Linked DNA regions of Mus musculus: region 1 is linked to region 2. The links are chromatin contacts, called in public promoter capture Hi-C maps. All regions are on one chromosome and are shown on one strand. The core of a region is the stretch at or near the end of the contact, and the rest is flanking DNA. Distances in the headings are between cores, read along the strand shown. Region 1 holds the start of AW495222 (expressed sequence AW495222). Region 2 has its middle 17 kb from the start of Bhmt.

Region 1 (3,420 bases), core at 61-2,560, 65 kb after region 2:
TCTCTGCTTTCCAGATGAGCACTGACTGGGTTTGGGGGTAACGTTTATTCTGCCTTAATTCCCCCTGCTTAGTGGTGAACCCCAGACATTTTCTGGCAGGCACACGCCAGAGGATCTGAGTATCACCTCTCACATCCTTGCTTTCCCTCTGTTACGTTTCATTTCCCTCTCACAATCATCCTTAGGCGAACTAATGTCCTTTTCTTTTGAGGGACAGGGACAGTGGTCCCGTGTGTGTGGGTCTAGTCTTCCCCACCAGTGGGAATCAAGAGCTTCTCTGTGTACAATTGTTAACCACTTACACAACATTTTTATATGCATTGATTCTGCTTTGCTTCTGTCTTAGTTTCCTTCCTGTTTCTGTGGGGGAAAAAAATACCCTGACAGAAGCGAATTCAGGGAGAAAGGGTTTCTTTCAGTTCACAGGTCCAGGTTACAGTCCTTCAGAGTGGGGAAGTCACAGTGACAGTGGCTTGAGAGAACTGGTCATGTCACATCCATAGTCTAAAATGATTGCAAGCCCCTGGACAGCTGCTAACTGGCTTCCTGCACTTTACCCAGGATCCCCTGCCCAGGGAATGTGGTGTCCACAATTATGAAGGGTCTTCCCACATTGACTGTTGTCATCAAGATAAAGCCCCTATGCGCGTTCCCAGAAGCCCTTGTTCTATGACTTAGCTTTACCACGACTCTTATTTTGCATACATTCACTGGGTTCATTGAGCCCCCAACATCCAGATTCCTGTGACCAGGGTCCTATTTACCTTGTGGGAGAAACAAAACCCTAACTTTTACAGAGAACTGACGTTTTAGGGGCCATTGTAAACATGAGCTTCCGAGTGGGGACTCTGGGGTTTAAATCTATCCTTTACTTAACTCTTGGCTGGCTGGCCTGCTCTCTTATAAAATGGAGTATTTATCCTAAAGAATCAGCGCAGACGTAGAGATGGTTAGTAATGAGCCGAACAAACACACTATACAGTTAATTTCTAGGTTAACCTGAGAGCTCAGGTACTTACCCTTGGGCCTTCTCATTGATGCAAGCTTGCAGGAAGCCGGTCCTGCCTGCTGCAGCGAACTCAAGTTTACAGCCAGGACTCAGGCAAGGCCAGCTGCCCTCAGAAAACAAAACAAATTTGTCCCCATGCTCAGGAAAAAGGACAGAGAAGCCACCCCTTGAGAGTTAAACATCGCTGTATTCTAGCCTCAATTTTTCTGATGTTTTTGGTTTTTTTGTTTTTCCTTCTGCTTCCTCTCCCTGGGCTCCATTTTAGGGTCCTCTTTCCCAACAGTGCCAGAGCGCCCTCTAGTGCAGAAACATCGGCGAAGTCGCTCTGTTTCCCTGAAAAAAAAAATCTCTAATTTTGGCAGACTGAAAAATAATTTCAGAGTAACTCAAACTAATTTAGGAAATATGAGAACACTTTTATGTGGTGTAAAGTAGTCTTACGTTTATCTAGTTTATGTCGACTCTTTGGGAGGTTAGAGCAGGCAGTTCTCATTCCCATAAAGAAATGAACAACAAAAAACCCGACTTCCAGAAAGGTCCTCTGCTCATTAACACTTAACTGAGTACATCGAGGTATTCTGTTCCCATTTCTATACATTTAGCAGTTCCTCCTGAGTTCATCTCTTTCATTTCCCCTCAGTTCTCATCGTATAAATTAGAATCTTCAAAAACCCCTTAAAAACAAAACAGTGATAAAAACCCCCTAACTTCATTCAGGTTTAGAACTAAATATTGGATTTCCCCTGAATTGATGCATCCTATCTCGAGTCAGCTAGTTCTGAGCTTTAATCCTCCCTTCCCGTTTTCTTTCTAGAACTCTGCAAAAGCCAGTGTTCTGTCACCTGCTTTCCCCTCTTTACCCCCATTCATGGCTAAATGCAAGCTAAGCAAAGTTACTTGTTACTTTTTTAAAAACACAATTATGTAATTAAAATTATTACATAACATACATGAGATTCTTGTTTGTGAAACACCATGTACTAGCCTTCAAATATTTATTAAGGTAAAAGATCGGAGGCCAGAGAGATGGCTCAGTGGTTAAGAGCACTGTGTGTGCTTCTCCTGCAGAGAAGCAGAGGTCAGTTCCCAGCATCCTCGATGGGCAGCCCCGTTACTTCAGTTCTGGGAGAGCACACCTGCACACACCCACACGCAGACATGAACACATACATGTACACGCAATGAAAACAGATAAATTCATTAACACCTTTAAAATAAAAGAGCAGTGGAAACCAACCCAATGTTCAGTCTCTGTGTTTGCCATATTTAAAAATAACAGCATTTGCCAAAGGCTTCATTTGAATGGAAAATACTGCTTCAGAGACTAGTCCATAATTGGTCTTTTAAAGAATCTTTACTCAAAAACCATCCAGTGTCCTTAATTCTGGGGAGACTAATATAAGAAAGTGATGTCTCTGTTTCTATCATTGTTATGCATCAGCTCAAGGTGGGAGCCAGTGTTTGCCAGTATTTGCTGAGTGAAGGTAATGGGTTTGTTTCTGTTTTAGTAATCTCTTCATCTCCCCTCGCCCTGTACTTGCTGGGAGTGGTGGTGAACTCCTTTAATCCCCTACCTGGAGGAAGAGGCAGGCAGATCTCTCTGAAGTCCTTTTAAGGACAGCGCAGTTCTTCAGTGAACCAAATTAGCAGGCTCACCTGGGATTCAAAACCTGTTTCCCTTCCAGATGAACTGTGACACAAACCCCTTGGAAGCTGGGCTGGAATATTTCGTGAAGCTGAATAAGGTATGTTTACGTTCCCCAGGGTGTATGAAATGAATGTGAAGGTGATGGCAGTGTTTTACGACAGAGCCACGCTTTCTTTAAAACTTAGCCAAGTGTGACTACAGAAGAAACGAGTTGAATATAAATACTAAACATGGCTTGATGCTCCGTGTGAATTATCCGCCGTAATTTGATCAGCTTCACTGTGGAAGAGCCTGGAGACGTAAGGCAGCAGAACTCAACTTCTTTAAGGGTTAAGACTTAAAACCCAAGGCGCTGGAGAGATGGCTCAGTGGTTAAAAGCACTGACTGCATTTTTCAGAGAACCTGGGTTCAAGTCCCAGCACCCACGTGGCACCTCACAATTATCTGTAATCCCAGTTCCAGGGCATCCCACACCCTCACACAGACATGCATGCAGGCAAAGCACCGATGCACATAAAATTTTTTAAAAATAGTTAAAAGAAGACTAAAACCCAAGGTGAAAGTTAGTAAAAATCACAAGATGATTAACAGATTTCAACAGGCATCTTTATAGAAATTGTGCTGCATGTATGTTGTGTGTGTATCAGCCACCCCTGGTGGCTGGTGAGGTTGCGCGTCAGCTAAGCAAGCAGTAAGGACATTGACTTTCCCTGGATGCTTAAAGGATAGAAGAGCCTCGCCACATTGGGTTAAGCAGGGGTT
Region 2 (3,309 bases), core at 345-2,844:
ACAGCCATTTCTTCTGCCTGAACAATGCTTTCATCTTTGCTTTTCCAACATTTTAAATGCTCTAAATTGGTTATCTAGCACTTCTGGAACAAGGTGAATACAGCAGGAAGTGCTGTGATAAGTTTCAGACTGTTTAGAGGGATAGTTTTGTTTTTGTCTTTTTAAAAAAGATTTATTTATTATTATATGTAAGTACACTGTAGCTGTCTTCAGACACCCAAGAAAAGAGCATCAGATCTCATTACATATGGTTGGTTGTGAGCCACCATGTGGTTGCTAGGATTTGAACTCAGGATCTTCGGAAGAGCAGTCAGTGCTCTTAACCCCTGAGCCTTCTCTCCAGCCCTATGGTTGCTTTTTTTTTTTTTTAATGGAGTGGAAATTCTTTTCCCTAATATGTTCTATTGTTATTTAAACTGTGATTCAATCAATATATAAGTTTTTCAGTCTTTCCACATAGAAAATCAATTCCTTAAGAATGTTTGTAGTCAGCCGGGCGTGGTGGCGCACACCTTTAATCCCAGTACTCAGGAGGCAGAGGCAGGTGGATTTCTGAGTTTGAGGCCAGCCTGGTCTACAAAGTGAGCTCCAGGACAGCCAGGGCTATACAGAGAAACCCTGTCTCAAAATACCAAAAAAAAAAAAAAAAAAAGGAAAGAAAAAAAAGACTGTTTGTAGTCAGGTGTGCTGATGCATATCTGTCATCTCAGGACTCAGGAAGCTAACTCAGAGGAATCAGTAGTTCAAGGTTGGCCAGGACTACACCATCGGGCACCGTCTCAAAACACTCCCTTTTCATTTAATTAGTGGATCTGAGGTGTAGCTCAAGAGTAGAGTGCCTGGTTAGCACCCAAAACACCCACACTTTACTGGTGTGTCTGCTTATCTCTTGGGAGTCTTATCAACTCTAGTGTCACTGACATCTTCGGCAAGGCCACCGAAACCCTATACTCCAAGTGAGAGCTGCATGTTTAACAATGTGAGATGACTTTTGTCCTATCAATAATGTTCCAACTACACATCATCAGACACAAAGTCCCGTAAGGCCAGCTTATCCAACAGTCTTCTTGACCTAATTTTCAGTGGCTCTGCCCTGGTTCATCGTGGGAGTACAAAGCACAGGCTGCTCAGACCAGTCTTCCTTGTTACCCTCCTCTTCCCCTGTTCCTTCTGGACAACTAAGCTTCATTTTCTTAGCATTGTCCCTTGTCGGGAGGTATTTCTGGGATGGTCCCATTCCAAACACTTCTGCAGCTGTCACAGCTGGAAAGCTGATGCATGGCCTTATACCTTCATAAGGTCTAAATGAGCTATTCTCTGCTATTTTGGGTCCCAACTGATTTTCCTCTTTTTATAGGGTGATGGACCTAGACTTAAAAACACATCTTCACCATCTACTGTACACCAGCCGATTTTTAGACTTGTTACAATGTTCCCATACCTAAAGCTACAGAACTAAATGAAAGGGCTGTGCAGACCCCAGAAGGGACAGCCCTTCCCCCACGTAGCCTCTCTACTCTCTCTTCTAATATTGCCATATGCTTCCGTCTTCACAGAACCTTAATGTATTCAGCAAGGCCACAATGGAGTGAGGGTTGAATCTCATGCACGGACACAGGCAGAGGCTTTGATCCATGGTGAGCCAGCACAAGGACAAGGGGACTCCAACCCTGCTCGAACACACACACACACACACACACACACACACACACACACACACACACGGCACAGTAAATGGACAGTGCATGTCTAGCATATGCCAGACATATGCCAGTTTTTTTTTGTTTTGGTTTTTTGAGACAGGGTTTCTCTGTATAGCCCTGGCTGTCCTGGAACTCACTTTGTAGACCAGGCTGGCCTCAAACTCAGAAATCTGCCTGCCTCTGCCTCCCGAGTGCTGGGATTAAAGGCGGGCACCACCACGTCCAGTAGGATTTATTTTTTTATTATTACTATTTATGTGTGTGAGCCTGAGTTAGTCTTTGTGCACCATATGTGTGTAAGAGCCTGAAGAGGCAAGAAGAGAGCATAGGATCCCCTGGGACTAGACTAACAGGCAGCCATAATCCACCCTGAGGGTGCTGGGAATCGAACTAAGGTCCTCTACCAACGTAGAGCAGGCTTTTAACTGCAGAGTCACCTCTCCAAGCTCTCTGAGGGCTATCTTTGAGTAGAAAGAGTTACTGGATGGAAAGGACAGTAGCCTGCTCTATGGATTTTCAAAGCCTAATGTTTGGACCAAGTGAATGTTGTAGTGAGCTGACTTCTGATTACTGTGAAGTTACTTTCTAAGAATGAGATGTGCCAGGGCTGGAGAGATGGCTCAGTGGTTAAGAGCACTGACTGCTCTTCCAGAGGTCCTGAGTTCAATTCCCAGTAACCACATGGTGGCTCCCAACCATCTGTAATAGAATCTGACGCCCTCTTCTGGTGTGTCTGAAGACAGCTAGTGTGTACTCATTAAAATAAATAGATGAGAGTCAGGCATCCTATCTGCGGCTTAGACTGGTCACCCTCAAGGACTCCAAGGCCCTGATATGATTATGGCTAATCACGGTCTAACTGCATCAGCTAGCATTCTGCCAGGTGGTACAGGTGAAAGAACCCCAGGTCATTAGCATTATTGAAACAGTGACATCAGCACTGAAGGATTGATTCAGTCTCAAGGAAGGTGATTAAAAAAAAGACCTTAAACTACATACTTTATATGTGGGGAGCGGGTGTGGCAGCAGTCCCAAAGGCGCCAGGGACTGCAGCTAAGTCATATGACTTGCACCTGACTTCCTCATATAAGACACAAACATCTTGAGTGCTGCGCAGGTGTACCAGGATACAGGTGAATCCAATTTGGTGGAGATTTGCCCCTGCTGCCCTGATTAGCTGACTGGCGAGGGGGCGTGGCCTGCAGTTCGTGGATGAGAGAGAGTATAAAAGGAGTGAGAGGCCCAGGGTTCGGGGGAGATATAAACAAGAAGAATCAGGACTGAATAAACTGCTGTTAGAAGGACTGGTGGTCGCGTCGTTCTTGCTGGTCGAGAGCAGGCGCGACAATACTCTTACACGCCGCGACCGGCCAGGAAGAACGCAACAAACCGGAATCTTCTGCGGCAAAAGCTTTATTGCTTACATCTTCAGGAGCAAGAGAGCAAGAGAGCAAGAGCTCTATTGCTTACATCTTTAGGAGCCAGAGCGCAAGAGAGCAAGAGCAAGAGCTCTATTGCTTACATCTTTAGGAGCCAGAGCGCAAGAGAGCAAGAGCAAGAGAGAGAATGATGAAACCCCGTCCCTTTTAAGGAGAATTATCCTCCG

What was found. Promoter capture Hi-C pulls out the DNA fragments that hold promoters and counts their contacts.
Region 1: a promoter capture Hi-C map of liver shows a contact between it and region 2, with 5 times the contacts expected there. The contact joins the promoter of AW495222 here to the enhancer-like site in region 2. A contact is called at or near these places in 6 of 39 promoter capture datasets (embryonic stem cells, hippocampal neurons, liver and 2 more), 1 of 15 datasets of contacts at CTCF or cohesin (embryonic stem cells), 15 of 484 Hi-C or Micro-C datasets (the HPC-7 cell line, embryonic stem cells, liver and 1 more), 6 of 115 datasets of contacts at active chromatin or transcription factors (embryonic stem cells, hepatocytes and liver) and 2 of 9 other capture datasets (adipose tissue and liver).

What each region holds. Positions count from the first base shown.
Region 1 is chr13:93,717,865-93,721,284 of GRCm38.p6, forward strand. It overlaps AW495222 (expressed sequence AW495222), which reads right to left and starts at 1,311. Exons shown (of 3, transcript NR_045086.2): 1 at 1,020-1,311. It overlaps Dmgdh (dimethylglycine dehydrogenase precursor), which reads left to right. Exons shown (of 16, transcript NM_028772.3): 14 at 2,695-2,754.
Region 2 is chr13:93,652,622-93,655,930 of GRCm38.p6, forward strand. No RefSeq gene overlaps it. Among named protein-coding and RNA genes, the nearest start is that of Bhmt, 17 kb to the left of the region's middle. Within about 2 kb of position 1,595, at least 7 of the 459 cell types and tissues checked have an H3K27ac peak or open chromatin away from gene starts, as enhancers often do. A contact at or near this core is called in hepatocytes and liver, where this site is marked.